2 separate regions of the Pan troglodytes genome follow, and region 2 is linked to region 1. The links are chromatin contacts, called in public capture Hi-C maps. All regions are on one chromosome and are shown on one strand. The core of a region is the stretch at or near the end of the contact, and the rest is flanking DNA. Distances in the headings are between cores, read along the strand shown. Region 1 overlaps EDN1 (endothelin 1). Region 2 has its middle 110 kb from the start of PHACTR1.

Region 1 (6,665 bases), core at 2,666-5,165:
ATAAATTCTGAGCTCCAGACCCAAAGTCCCTAGGAACTGTGAGTATAAAGGTGAGATAAAGCCAAGACAGAAGGGACTCTATTAAGAACATAAGCTTGAAAGCAGTGTTTTACACATTGAGAACTTAAATGTGAAAACAGGCATTTTCAAGACCTTAGAAACAGAGGAAAAAAAAAAAAAAAGCAGACCACTGCCTTGCATTGTAGAGTAAAAGAGAACTGACCAGGCCAGGCACAGTGGCTCACGTCTGTAATCCCAGGACTTTGGGAGGCCAAGGTGGGCGGATCACCTGAGGTCAGAAGTTCGAGACCAGCCTGACCAACACGGAGAAGCCCCGTCTCTACTAAAAATACAAAATTAGCCAGGCATGGTGGCACATGCCTGTAATCTCAGCTATTCAGGAGGCTAAGGCAGGAGAATCGCTTGAACCCAGGAGGCAGAGGTTGTGGTGAGCTGAGATCGCGCCATTGCACTCCAGCCTAGGCAACAAGAGCACAACTCCATCTCAAAAAAAAAAAAAAAAAAAGAGAACTGACCGAGAGATTTCCCCCTTCACTCAGATAGATTCTTTGGTGAGTAAAGTCTAAAAATAATAATTAAAAATTCTTGGTTATATTCTATTTTAGCCTATAGACATTTACTTAATGATGCCATGAGATAGCCTCCTTATAGTCCTTTTTTCTTCCCCTGCATTTCTTCTCATTCCTCTTGAGGGGATGTGTCTGCTAAGCACTGTGTACAAGGCTGGGAGGCAAAGCTTTCATAAAGACTGATTTTGGCTTTAGTACCCAGAGCCTTCTAGCAAGGTTTGCCTGGGCATCTGTTTCTGCAGACCTCCAGGGGCCCTCTGGCTGAAATAGTCGTGCTTAACTTAACTGTTCAGGCTCCAGAGATGCTACAGCTCCTTCTGTGATCTTGGGTGAGTCATCTCCCTTTTTGGGCCTTGGATTTTCACCTGGAAAGACAAAATGTTGCTCTTTCTTAATGTCAGCAAGAGTTCTCCTGAGGGAGCTCTAGATTAGTCCAATACCCAAGCTGTGTTTTGGGGGAGTACAGGCAGTATCAAAGCCAGTGGATCCATCAAAAAAGATGCCAATCTCTGGTGGTGCAAATGAAGTACCTATTAGTAGGTGTTCCCTCTGCCCTGGCAAAAGTTACCACATTCCACCTAGAGTTCTCTGGTTTCTGGAGTTCTGAGATCAAAGCTTGCCTGGGCTATCAGTGTAAAGAGAGAAAGCTGTCCTAAGTGGCTTTCCAGAAACCATGCTTTTACTGGAAACAGAGCAAGAAATGTGACAGACCATCCCATCAGTTTACCCTTCAAGCTGATGTGGACTGTAATATAATTGAATGTTTCCTCTTCATGTTTGAAAAATATTAATTTTCTGTGAGTCTCCCAACTTATTTACTGCAAATCCTCATGCCCTAGAGTGTCTACATCATTCCTTTCATTTTTCCTACTGGATTCTGAAGCAGGAAGCATGGGAAAGGGGGGCTCAAGGGTTTGACTGATGAAAAACCCAACCAAAACTCATCAATCTGACTTACTATGCTGTCCTTTGGACTGTTTTGTTCAGTGGCTTCTCTCATTCTGACTTCCTCTTAAATGTATTAGATCTATGTCTTCTAAGCTCAGATCTTCATTTTTTTTAATGCCACTTCAACTTCTTTATGTAATCTCAAACTCTTTCTCAGAGGTATGAAAGAAACTCCCCTCAACTCCCTTGTTTCATAGATGAGAAAACTCACGATAGAAGGAAATTGAATTGTTTGCTCAAGATTAAATACTGGCCAAGTTCAGACCAAGCACCTTGTCAACATGGGCAAAACTTCAAAATTTTCTTGAGAGTCACACACTGAGAAACAGTTTATGGATAAAGTAAGCTTTATAAACAATTCCCCAAAGACATTGGACTGTGCCTTAAAGAGAAAAATGAGGATCAATGAGGACGGAGACTCTGCCCAGGACATTGATTACGCACGCCTGAAGACTGTTATTTGAAATCCTTCTGATGTGTCACTGTTAGGACGACAGTGATCACTACATGCTAATATTTGTTAAATGCCAGGAATTCCTTCAGACACTATTAGAGAAGGGCAAGGAAGATTCTCGAGGGCTAATCAAGCTCTTAGAGAATTCAGTTAGTAGTGACCATTTGCAATACTGCAATTGCAATACTGTGCTCTCCAGTGAGCTGACAAGGCCAGCCAAGGCAAAGTGGAGAGGAAGTGGTGCTTTGTGGCAGATGACCTAGAATCAGTACCTGGTGTCTCTACCTCCATGGGCACACGGCCAGTCCTAGGCTATCACGAAGAAGCAATGGTACTCAATGTTCCTTAAGAAACAACATCCTTAATGTGAGAAAATAAAAAGCCATTGGAAACCTCTACTTGCTCTGAGCAGGCCATTTTCTAAAAGCAACTTTGGTATGTAACTTTGTATAATTAGGTATGTTTTGGGGGGTTGTCTTGCCATTACCTCCTTCAGTCCATTAATATGGATAAAGCATCTCTCACCACACCATCAGCTTAAACTGTTGAATCCTGCCTAATAGCCTGAGCCAAGTTAATGGATGAAGTCCCTGGAGAATTTTTCAGGTGAAGGAGAAGCAGGAGGCTGCTACCCAAGAGAAGACAGAGGTGTTAAAGCTGCTTTTTTGTTTTGTGTTTTTACCTCAATGCAGTATAAAATCAACATTTAAGATACAGATAAAATTCTTTATATAATTAGCTTAGACCGTAATATCCTTCTAATTGTCACTTTTCTATGAAACCGTCTTTAACCATTTGCCTTTATAATACTTAATCACTTTGGCCCACTCCTTACAAATTTCAGTAATGATTCCAAATCAGTACAGTAAGGAAAAAAATATTTATTTTCTAAAGTCATTACCTTGACAGGCAAAACAAAGCATGTTCTCAATTTCATTTAGAAATACATATTTTAAAAATACATAGACCAATATGGCCTGCCCAAACAGATATTTAACATGGTAAATATAAGGAATAAATTGTTTGAATATAAATATCTATAAAAAAATAAGTACATCAAAATTCAATCCAACCTCTTTCATTAGCCGGTTATATAAAGGAAAATAATTTTACTGCTTTAAAGCGTAACAAACACTTACTTTTCAATATATTTCATAAACAACCCTATACCATTGTGTCTCCAAAAATCAAGGACAGGGAATCTCCTGATTTAATGATCTTTTTTTTCTTATGGATCAGAGCTAGTAGATTACCATGAAAATATTATATCTACTGCTGACACATTAGACCAGACTTCTACGAGGCTAGGATTTAGTATGGGGGATGGAGGAGGGGGCAGCAGGGGTGGGAAGAGTTTGGGGAGGCAATAATTAAATGTGGGAAATACTTTTGCCAGAGTGCAATATAGGTGAGGTAGACTCATATTCATGAAACATATCCTGATTTATGGTAGTAACAGTTTCATTCAGTTTTGCATTTTACAAATTTAAACAAACAAAAGTCTTTCTTTTTTTTTTTTTTTTTTACTTGCATGTTTGTCTTTTGAGTGTGTTTTCAATTTGTGCATTCCTTAGAAAATCTTTGCGTGGACTTTGGAGTTTCTCCCTGAAATGTGCCAGGCGCCTGAGTCAGACACAAACACTCCCTTAGGGCCTTCGTCAGAAACTCCACCCCTGTGTGGAATCTCCTTCCTCTCTCTCTCTCTGGAGGATGCCACCCGAATTCGAATGTGACTGTGTGCTTCTGCTGAGAGGTCCATTGTCATCCCCAGATGAAAGAAGAGACCAAAGCAGTTACCACTGATGGAAGCCAGTGAAGATGGTTGGGGGAACTCCTTAACCTTTCTTGGAATGTTTTGAACGAGGACGCTGGTCCTTTGCCAGTCAGGAACCAGCAGAGGATGCTCCTGCTCTGATCCCAGCCAGGGTGGAGAGTGCAGAGTCGGCCACAGGGCTCTCCGTGGAGGCTATGGCTTCAGACAGGCCCCGAAGGTCTGTCACCAATGTGCTCGGTTGTGGGTCGCATAACGCTCTCTGGAGGGCTCACCTTTCAGCTTGGGATCATGAAAAGATGATTTGACGCTGTTTTTCATGGTCTCCGACCTAATAAAGCAAGATAAGAGAAAACAAATGTTATTTTAAAAAATCACCCTTTGGCAAAAGAAACATGTAAAATTAGAATCTGGCACAAACAAAACCTGAATCTGGTTGTGAACTTTCACCACCCGCCGCAACTCTTTGATAAAACCTCAAGTGATATCTATTACCGTTGTAAAAATAAAGCCTGCCCCTATGCTTAGAATGGGAGCGAGGGGTCATATGGTCAAGTCTAAGGGGAAGTGGGCAGTAAATACAGGTTTTAAATAAACTAGAGTTGTTCTGGTTTCTTCCGTAGCCCCATCCCAACCTTCATCACTATGCGACCCTGCCTTGAGGAACTCAGCATAGGTTTTGAATAGTTATGGCCATCTTAATAAATTGACGGTGACTTAGTTGAAAAGAGAGAAAAAGAAAAGAAGCATACAGTAGGCCCAGAGCAAATACTTTATGGCAATTATTTTTAAAAAGATTTTTTTTTTTGCAGGCCTGATGTTTTACAGGAGAAATACAGAGGGAAGAACTGTAATGTTGATTTAATAGTTGGCATAATAAAAACCCATAAAAAATTCCAGGTTAGTTCAGAAACTGATCTCGTGGGGAGCATTACTGGCCTGCGACCATAAATATGGATACTCTCATAAGCAGGTGTGAAGAAACCGATAGCTGAGGCTGCCCCACAAATCAGTAGTAAACAACTCAGAAGTAGTTCATGACTGCCTGGCCTGAGCTCAGAACACTTTAATCATAGAACTTCTTGCCACTGGATTTCTAGGAAAAGTCTCCATAGACCATGATAGAAAAATGCAGAACATGTGATAGATCAGAGAGTAGGTTTCCTCCTTTGAGCTTGTGAATTCCAAAAAGTTTAGGATTTGGAAGGGTTATCACCAAAGAGCAGCTCAGAGCAACTCTATGATGTTGCCTAATCCAGATCCCTTCTCTGTCCCAGCACATGACTGACCAGGAAAAGAGAGAGCTTTTTGGAATGACATTGGCTCTGCACCAAACACATTTCCCTATTAAAAAAAAAAAAAAAAAAAAAAAAAGACCATAAACCTGAAAAACAGCATGTTCTAAACTCCACCAACCCTATCTAATGACTTTATTTTTCCTTTGGCCATCTGAATAACTGCAACTTATTGAAGAATTTGATTATCCATGACATTTTGATTCTTCTTCTAAATGTCCTCTCCCCAAAATGATTTTTGATTTCTCAGGGAAAGTGGTAAATACATTGACTCAGAGAGGCAAAGGCTGTATATAACCCAATGACAAAGGCATCTCTGGATATATTTTGGTTGGGAAATCTACCTGTAGATGAAATGGTATGTGCTAAAAGTACAGAGGACATCAGTTTGCATTCCAGAGCTTCTTGGAAATATTTAAGAGGGATTCTTTTGCTCCTTTTAATCTATAGGATGCATAGATCTCCTCTGCTACTGTTTTCTAAAAGTCTTTCACCTGCCCGAGTAAGAAGGGCTGTAGGAACAGGCTGCTGGCATCAATGACCGGGGCTAGTTGTTCTTGTCAACCTCTTACCTAATTTTTCTTCCTTCCCTCTTACCTGGTTTGTCTTAGGTGTTCCTCTGAACTTCTTCTGATTTTTCTTCCTCTCACTAACTGCTGATAAATACACTTTTTCCCAAGCTTGGAACAGTCTTTTCCTTTCTTATGATTATTCCAGTCTTTCTCCATAATGTCTTCAGCCCTGTTAAAATACACAAGGAAAAACATTTCAGCAATGTTATATTCAGCTTTACCCTGACTTTCAATGTCTCTGTTAGTCTCTCTAAAATAGGAAGGCAGTACCATGATAGGAAGGAGTTCAGGAGGCTGTTAAACTGATTGAAAAGCAAAGGTGTTTCTGCTCACCTGAGTTCTTTTCCTGCTTGGCAAAAATTCCAGCACTTCTTGTCTTTTTGGTTAGCACATTGGCATCTATTCTCACGGTCTGTTGCCTTTGTGGGAAGTAAATTCTCCAAGGCTCTCTTGGACCTAGGGCTTCCAAGTCCATATGGAACAACGTGCCTATTATCCAAAGAGAGAAAGAAACTATATTAGCATAATTAATAGTCTTTAAAATGACACATGGGCACACCCATTCCACTGGGCACACAAGGAGCTCATCACATAGCACTTGGGAGCATCATTTCAGAGGGTAAAGTGTAACAAGAGCCAGGAACACCTGTGCATCAATGGCCCTGACTGTATGTATCCAGGCAGGAGAAAACAAGTTTTTCTAATTCAGTGGAATTCCATTTCAACTCTTCACAAAGTTCAGTTTCTTCTTGACACAAGCAACATTGCTTTTTTGTCAAAAATTAGGACATCTCTGCTTGGCATCTGCTTTATATTTTCTTCCTTTTCTAATGGTCTATTTAGTTAACAACTATTTGTGGGTACACAGTGGGAAGAGGTTTCAATGCAAAACCATGACTCACAGGATTTTTAAAACTTATTTTCAACTCAAACCACGGAGGATACTGCTAAAAGTGCCACCATCACCCCACCGACCCCAGTGGTTGGGGGAGGAGGAGGCACAGGTTCGCACATTTCTCCTGCCAGTCGGTGGTA
Region 2 (6,665 bases), core at 1,641-4,140, 310 kb before region 1:
CATTCTCAATATTCCAACTTGGCATGTAGCAAAGGGGTGATGGAAATTCGTATTTGCCAAGACTGCATGGCAGTTCAGAAAGTTGATTTTAAGCAGGATGATTTCAGAATAATACTTTCCCCATGAGCACTACTTTTTACAGAACCTCTTATGAAAGGGCCTTTCAAAAACATATCTGAGATGAGACAGACTATGGTAGAGTGACTTCAGTTTAGGACAGCTCTACCTTCCCAAAGACTTAACAAAGCTCAACTCCTGTAACGCCCTTTATAATGTTTAAAGATGTGCTCTAGGTACTTTTTTGCATATTATCTCTAGTTCCTCACACAATACAATTAGGTATTGTATTGTAAATGAGATTTTATACTCATTTTACAATGAAGAAGTTCAGACTCATTAAAAAATTGTAGAAACCATCCACCAACCAGTAGACCATTACCAAAGTCTACTGGTAAGTAGACTTTGGAGGATTCAAACCTAGGTTTGTTTATCAGCAAAGCCTGTGTTCCCCCAACCACCCCCGCCCCCCGGCACAGCACACTGCTTCCCTGGTTCAAGGGCACCATAAAACTTACTACAGTGGAAGGAAATTCCAGAGTTTAAGCTATTGTCAAGGTAAGTCATATATGTGGTCTTCCATTGGTCATCTTGACAAGCTGTGAACAGCTTCATAGATATTTCCTGTTGTTTCTCTATGGTAAACCTTGACTGGCAGGTTTATAATTAGTCTTTCTGTCCAACCCCATTTCTCTTCTCCAGTGAAAGGTTTAGCTATGACACTAAGTCCCTTTTCAGTGAAACAAGGAATATGGTCACTTCTAGTTTGATTTATGCAGGACAATCGGAAAGATTGGGCAAAAGCTGGCTTTGGCTTTCTTTGTTTAGGCTATCTTTGGTTGAGAAAGTGGAAGGGAAAGTTCAAAGATCCAGAAATGGTAAGAAGAAACAAGAAAGCCATTAAGTTTGGTTTATTTTCTCAAGTTGATTATTTATGGCTAGTAGTCCACAGATGAAGAATTTTAATGATCGAAACCTAGAAATATGTGTTGTGCTATTTTGAGCCTGTTTCATTAAAATGTAAGACTGCTAGAGGTATGAAGAGAAACTTTTGTTGTTTAAAAATAGCATTCGATATTGACAATCTTTTCAAAGTTGCTCATAATCACCATTTAACTGAGTGGATTTTATTTCTGGATACCAAAAGATATGATGATGCTTTTGTTTCTTTTTTTGTTCCTCTTTTTACAGATAAAGCACACCCTGTCTACATGCACTTTCATTATGCTCTGTTGCAGGAAATTAGCTAACATTTGTGGAATGTGTCATCTTTTACTGCTCAAGGGTTTTGTTTTTCATCCTTTTACAGAAAGGATTGTTCTTAGCACCTTACCAAGAGCGCATCAATATAGTCACGCCACAACTGATGGGCATTGTCTGTTATATTCATAAAACAGTGTGCAAAAGGCTTCTCAGCCTTCTTTACATAATACAGCGAGTGTCAATAAACAGAGTTTTGTTGTTTTTTTTTTCCAACAAGCATAGACATTTTATTGGCCAGGTGTGGTGATTCACGCCTGTAATCCAAGTGTTTTGACAGGAGGATGGTTTGAGGCCAGGAGTTTGAGACCAGCCTGGGCAACATAATGAGACTCAGCTCTATGGAAAAAAAAAAAAAAGTAAAAAATTAGCTGGGTGTGTCTCACGTGCCTGTGATCCAAACTACTCGGGAGGCTGAGGCAGACGGCTTGAGCCCAGGAGTTTGAGGTTACAGTGAGCTATGATTGTGCCACTGTACTCCAGTCTGGGTGATGGAGTGAGACTCTGTCTCTAAAAAACAAAAAATGGACATTTTATTATCATCAGGCTTACTATGAAGACTAGCAATTGGTAACTCAAGTTCTGCACTGAAAATTTATATTTTAAGATGGTTTTTTTCACAAAAGGAGCTTTTCTTTGTCTAATATTTAAGTCAAGATTCTTGTTCCTGGCTTCAGTATCTCTGCAGTATGTTCATATATTCCTCTGTGTGTGTGTGTGTGTGTGTGTGTGTGTACATATGCATATACACATATATACTCATACCTGCATGCAGGTTCCATTGCTGTTTATCATGTAGGAATTTTTTTTCTCATCAGTGACATGGTTTAGTGACCCATCTTCATTAACTATATCACGAACATTCAGGGACACAACAAAACTAACAAGATCAGAATAAATTATTCATCCAAAATCCAGTTTTCCTTCTGGTAACCAAGTACTTAATGATCAGAACAGAGAAAGAGTCTTGCCTTTGCTAGAGGCTAAACTTAATAAATGAGACTGTTTAAATGAAAATATTCAGGATTGTAAAGGTAAAGATAAATGTTATGTTTGCTGTATTTACAGCTCCTTTGTATGATGCTGTAGCATTTAAAGCCCAATATCCATGTAGGAAATGATGAAGAAGATTGGCAATCAATTGGGAAATTGAATGGGGATGTAACTTTACAGCTGTGGGTTTTAACCAAACCCAATGGTTGTTTTACTACCAGAAGAGTGATTCTGTGGCATATATTTCTTGCAGAAAAGAAAGAGGAGGGATAAACATGTGAGTGCATGTGTCTGCGTATGACAGGGACAGAGAATAAGGAAGCATAAGAATTTTGAGATAATCAGTAGGGAGGGAAAGGGAGAGATGAGCAGGGAGGGAGATGTTAGATTGGCTGTCACAGTGAGGCTGATATTTTAATTTCTCTTTTTTATTCCCCGTGCTCATTTTGGCTCCAAGTCGCTGAGGCCGTTTCTTCATGAGTTTTAGTATTCTAGTCTAGTGAGACACACAGGGAGATGAGCAAACAAGACTTCAGTGTGAGCCCATCGATTGCTGAAGGGACCCTCGTCTGGCAACATCATTCCTGCATTTTGAGGTCAGCAGTTCTCAGGAAGCTAGGCTGGCTCAGTGCTTGGGATCCGCAGTGGAGGCTGACGCTCCCCACCAATCATCCAGTGAGCACAGGCAATTCTATCTTCCCACTGCTCTAATGATAATGCATTCCTTCCCTTTGAAACACTTAATTTTCAGATTTTGATAACTTCTGCCCACCTTAACTCCTATCAATCAGACTTTATGTAACAGCACTGTGTTTGGTTCCTGAAATGAAATACATTCTTCCGAACAGCTATAAGTGGAACAGGCTTAGAAAGAAGAGTGGATGTCAAATACTGTTTGTCATATCCTAGTAAGAAGTAGACTTTCATATGTAACACATGATCCCAGTGTAGCTTGATATAAATGGAAGATTTAAGTGAAAGAGGTCTATAATTTTGTTGGCAAAATAAAGAGAAATTTCCCTTATGTTAAGACCAAGTAGCCAAAAGTACCTCTGAAAATGGTAGACCTAATTCAATGAAAATCCCTCTGAAATTCTACCAGAGCTTTCGTGATTGTGTTAGTGAAACTCATCAGGTAAGGCTGGAGCTATGAGGATTCTCATCATTAACTTAATGGGGTTTGAGACTCAGATGCTTGAAAATGTGTAAGGTGGTTTGCTGATTTAATGTGAAACCGGAACTGTTGCCACCAGCCGCTCCTACCCACCCCATGTCCTGCCATTCCCATTGTAAGACATGTGTTAATGAGAACTGAATATCACGTGATGGCATCATTGGATCAGTTTGGGAGCCATTATCATACCACCCATGTGTGCTTGCTTTTGCAGTTATGTATTTTCTGGTGAGCAGTTGGAGTTCTTCCTTCAGTTACGAAGTGTGAGTTAATAGATGACACTCTATCCTAGACACTAGGTGGCGGCAGACTGCTGAGATAAACCATTACCCAAGGGACCGAGAGGCTCAAACCTGTTCCCCAATACTCAAAAGGCAGATGAAAATGGCAGGTGGATAAAACTGAATGGTATGAAACAACACACGCAAGATTGCAAATTTTCAAAGGCATGAATCACTATTGCATCCCCCAAAATCGTGTGAAGCTGCTTAAAGCTAACTTTACTTTCTTTAAAACGTCCTGGAGCAGTTATCACCCAATGGCCCTAATACCGTATCCAGTTTTGTTACTTCTCTGGAGCCAAAGGTAGACACCCAGATATAGCTTCTCTCATTTATCATGAAGGGTTAACTCTAAATCTGTATTGTCATCAAATCTCTTTTTTTGTTTTAAACATGTTTATAGTTGTTTTAAGTGGTAATATTTAAGTTCAAATAATTAATAGCAATATTTATTAATACAATCAGCCCAATGCTTGAGTAAAAATGCTGAAAAAAGTATAAGATGTTCAACTGTGTACAAAGCACCACTCAATGTTTTCTAAGAATATTAATTTCTTATGAAAGACTAATAATAGATTATCAATATAGTTTTAAATATTAAATATAGAACCAAATAAGATTTGACAATGAGAATTTAAAGACCATCATACCGTATTGGTGCACATGACATTCTAATTTTCATTTTTTTTTCCTATAAATGTTTCCTGTAATATGTCTTTGTGAATTGTTTTTTCCACTCAGTTTTAACTCCTAATCAGACCCAGCCCCACCTTGGAGAAGTCAACATCTTTAAGATGTGGAACATTTTAAGATTTATTTAAACTGATGACCAGCTAAAGATAAATAAGATAAATCATAAATATAATAAAAATAAAGAAGAATAAGAAAGCAAATAAAGAAATAAATAATTTTAAAAGAATAAAAACAAATCTAAAAATAAGTTTTAAAAACAGGACACTATATACTCTCAACTGGCTATTTCTGTACTTCCAGGGCATAAGCTGAACATAAATGACACTAAGTAGAAACCCTAAAAAGAAGTGGAACAGAATTCCCAATGATGAAACCTGGTGCTTCAGGAAAATTCCAGTGTTAGAAGACATTGTGTTTGGAATGAATCCCCCTACACGCTATTACCAAATAAAGTTGTGCCAGGGCAGAATTTGAAGTTTTGTGAATTTGTTTTTAGGTTTTTAAATTGATTTAGGCTTCAGGAATTTCTAAATTTCTGCCAAGTCTAAATAGCTCTTTGTGGTAAGGCTATTAGCCTGTCAACTAGATATCACCAAAGGTCTTCATGAAGTACAAGTGGAAAAATAAGAGACAATTGCACTTTGCATGGATAGCTAAAAATATTTTCCACTCTCAAATACTCATCAAGTAAAAAAAAAAAAAAATCAGAGTATGGGCCTTATATCAGGACACTAGTATTTTCTTTGGGACTCTATTTTTTATGCATAGGCCATATGTACTTTACTAATATTCTACAATGTATAATAGAATTTGGCAATATAAATAACTTGTGGATTTATTTATATAAAAATTATATAAAGGTATAAAAAGTTTTCATTTTCACTTGCATATTTAATGCATTGCTTTTGTAAAGAGGAGTACATTTATTTGAAGATAGAATTACCTAGAACATAAATGATGTATGGTTGCAGAATAAACACATTTAAAATGACTTCTTTAATTAATTTTTGAATTTCGAATTTTACTTTATTTAATGTTGATTTTTTTTTTAAACCATAGCAGGGTACATTTTTCTTTTGCTACCTGGCTCTACTCTTGGCCAAACCTCCCAGCCCATGGATGAGAATTCTCTTGTGTATCAATGGATATGCATGCTTTATTTTGTTTTATTCTGAGGGGATCTGTTTCTTCCCATTGCAGAAAAAGGAAAGTTGCCTTTTTCAAAGTTGCTTATGCCATAAGGCATAAGACGGTGGTAATTCTTTGCGTCGACATCTATTTCAGTACATTTTAAAAGTAGGTACTTTTTTAGTGTTTTCAAAGGGGTCTGTCCATATTTCATCTTGATACGTCCTTTTTTGCCTAGCACAGCGTCTTGCCTATGGGAAGCATCATATACGTTTTAAATACATCTATACAGTTTAATTGAATGCTAATAAATTACTCCCCCAACTCAGTAATAATGGACAGAAGGCCAAATGGAAGTGAGGGTGTGGTCATACTCGGAAGGGATTCTTGAAACTGTCTGGTAGAAATAAGGCTTCTATTAATAAATCAGTCAATTCAATTAAACACTAGACTAGTGTCCATTTAATCAGCTTCTGAATTTTGGGTGTACAAGCAAAATAGTGTACGGTTTGGGTGAGTCTGGTTTGTTTTGTGTTTTCCACTATGAAAAAAATCAGAACCACTAGAGGTCACTCCAGTTATTAGCAAGAACTGGTTAGGCTAGTCTTTGTCTTACAGGACAAGGCAGCTCTGGCAAGCCTGCCTAAATTTTGCCATCAGCAGAAGCAGAATAAAAGTTAACTTAAATGCTCATAAATGGTTAGTACAAGTCTATGGTTTGCTCTGTCCCATTACGCCATCCTGATTTACCTTCCTCCGTACCATTTCTTTCCGCTGTACCATTTCAATAATAACCTCAGCAGCTGTGTCTACTATGTGTTTATTATGCATCAGGCAATATTCCAAGGATTTTGCATCATTATCATCTTTACTTTGTACAGCAACCCTATGAGGGCTGTACCATTACTGCTACCATTTTACAGAAGATAAAATCAAGGCTCAGAGAATTCACAAAGCTGAGTGACAAGGCTGAGATTTAAACCCAGAGCCCACACTGGTAAACACAAATCGGATCCCATTAACAACAATGGGGTATGTTTGACTCTTATTTTCTATTTAAACAACAGGTTTAAATGTTG

The links. Capture Hi-C pulls out chosen DNA fragments and counts their contacts.
Region 2: a contact with region 1 is called in a capture Hi-C map of stem cell-derived neural stem cells, with 6 times the contacts expected there. The contact joins two enhancer-like sites. A contact is called at or near these places in 4 of 7 Hi-C or Micro-C datasets (blood, induced pluripotent stem cells and stem cell-derived neural progenitor cells), 1 of 1 datasets of contacts at active chromatin or transcription factors (stem cell-derived excitatory neurons) and 1 of 1 other capture datasets (stem cell-derived neural stem cells).

Annotation. Positions count from the first base shown.
Region 1 is chr5:18,247,036-18,253,700 of NHGRI_mPanTro3-v2.0_pri, reverse strand. It overlaps EDN1 (endothelin 1), which reads right to left. Exons shown (of 10, transcript XM_063812786.1): 8 at 5,964-6,119; 9 at 5,656-5,799; 10 at 2,854-4,094. The coding sequence ends at 3,989. Among named protein-coding and RNA genes, the nearest start is that of EDN1, 120 kb to the right of the region's middle. Within about 2 kb of position 3,915, at least 1 of the 24 cell types and tissues checked has an H3K27ac peak or open chromatin away from gene starts, as enhancers often do. A contact at or near this core is called in stem cell-derived neural stem cells, where this site is marked.
Region 2 is chr5:18,556,191-18,562,855 of NHGRI_mPanTro3-v2.0_pri, reverse strand. No RefSeq gene overlaps it. Among named protein-coding and RNA genes, the nearest start is that of PHACTR1, 110 kb to the left of the region's middle. Within about 2 kb of position 2,890, at least 3 of the 24 cell types and tissues checked have an H3K27ac peak or open chromatin away from gene starts, as enhancers often do. A contact at or near this core is called in stem cell-derived neural stem cells, where this site is marked.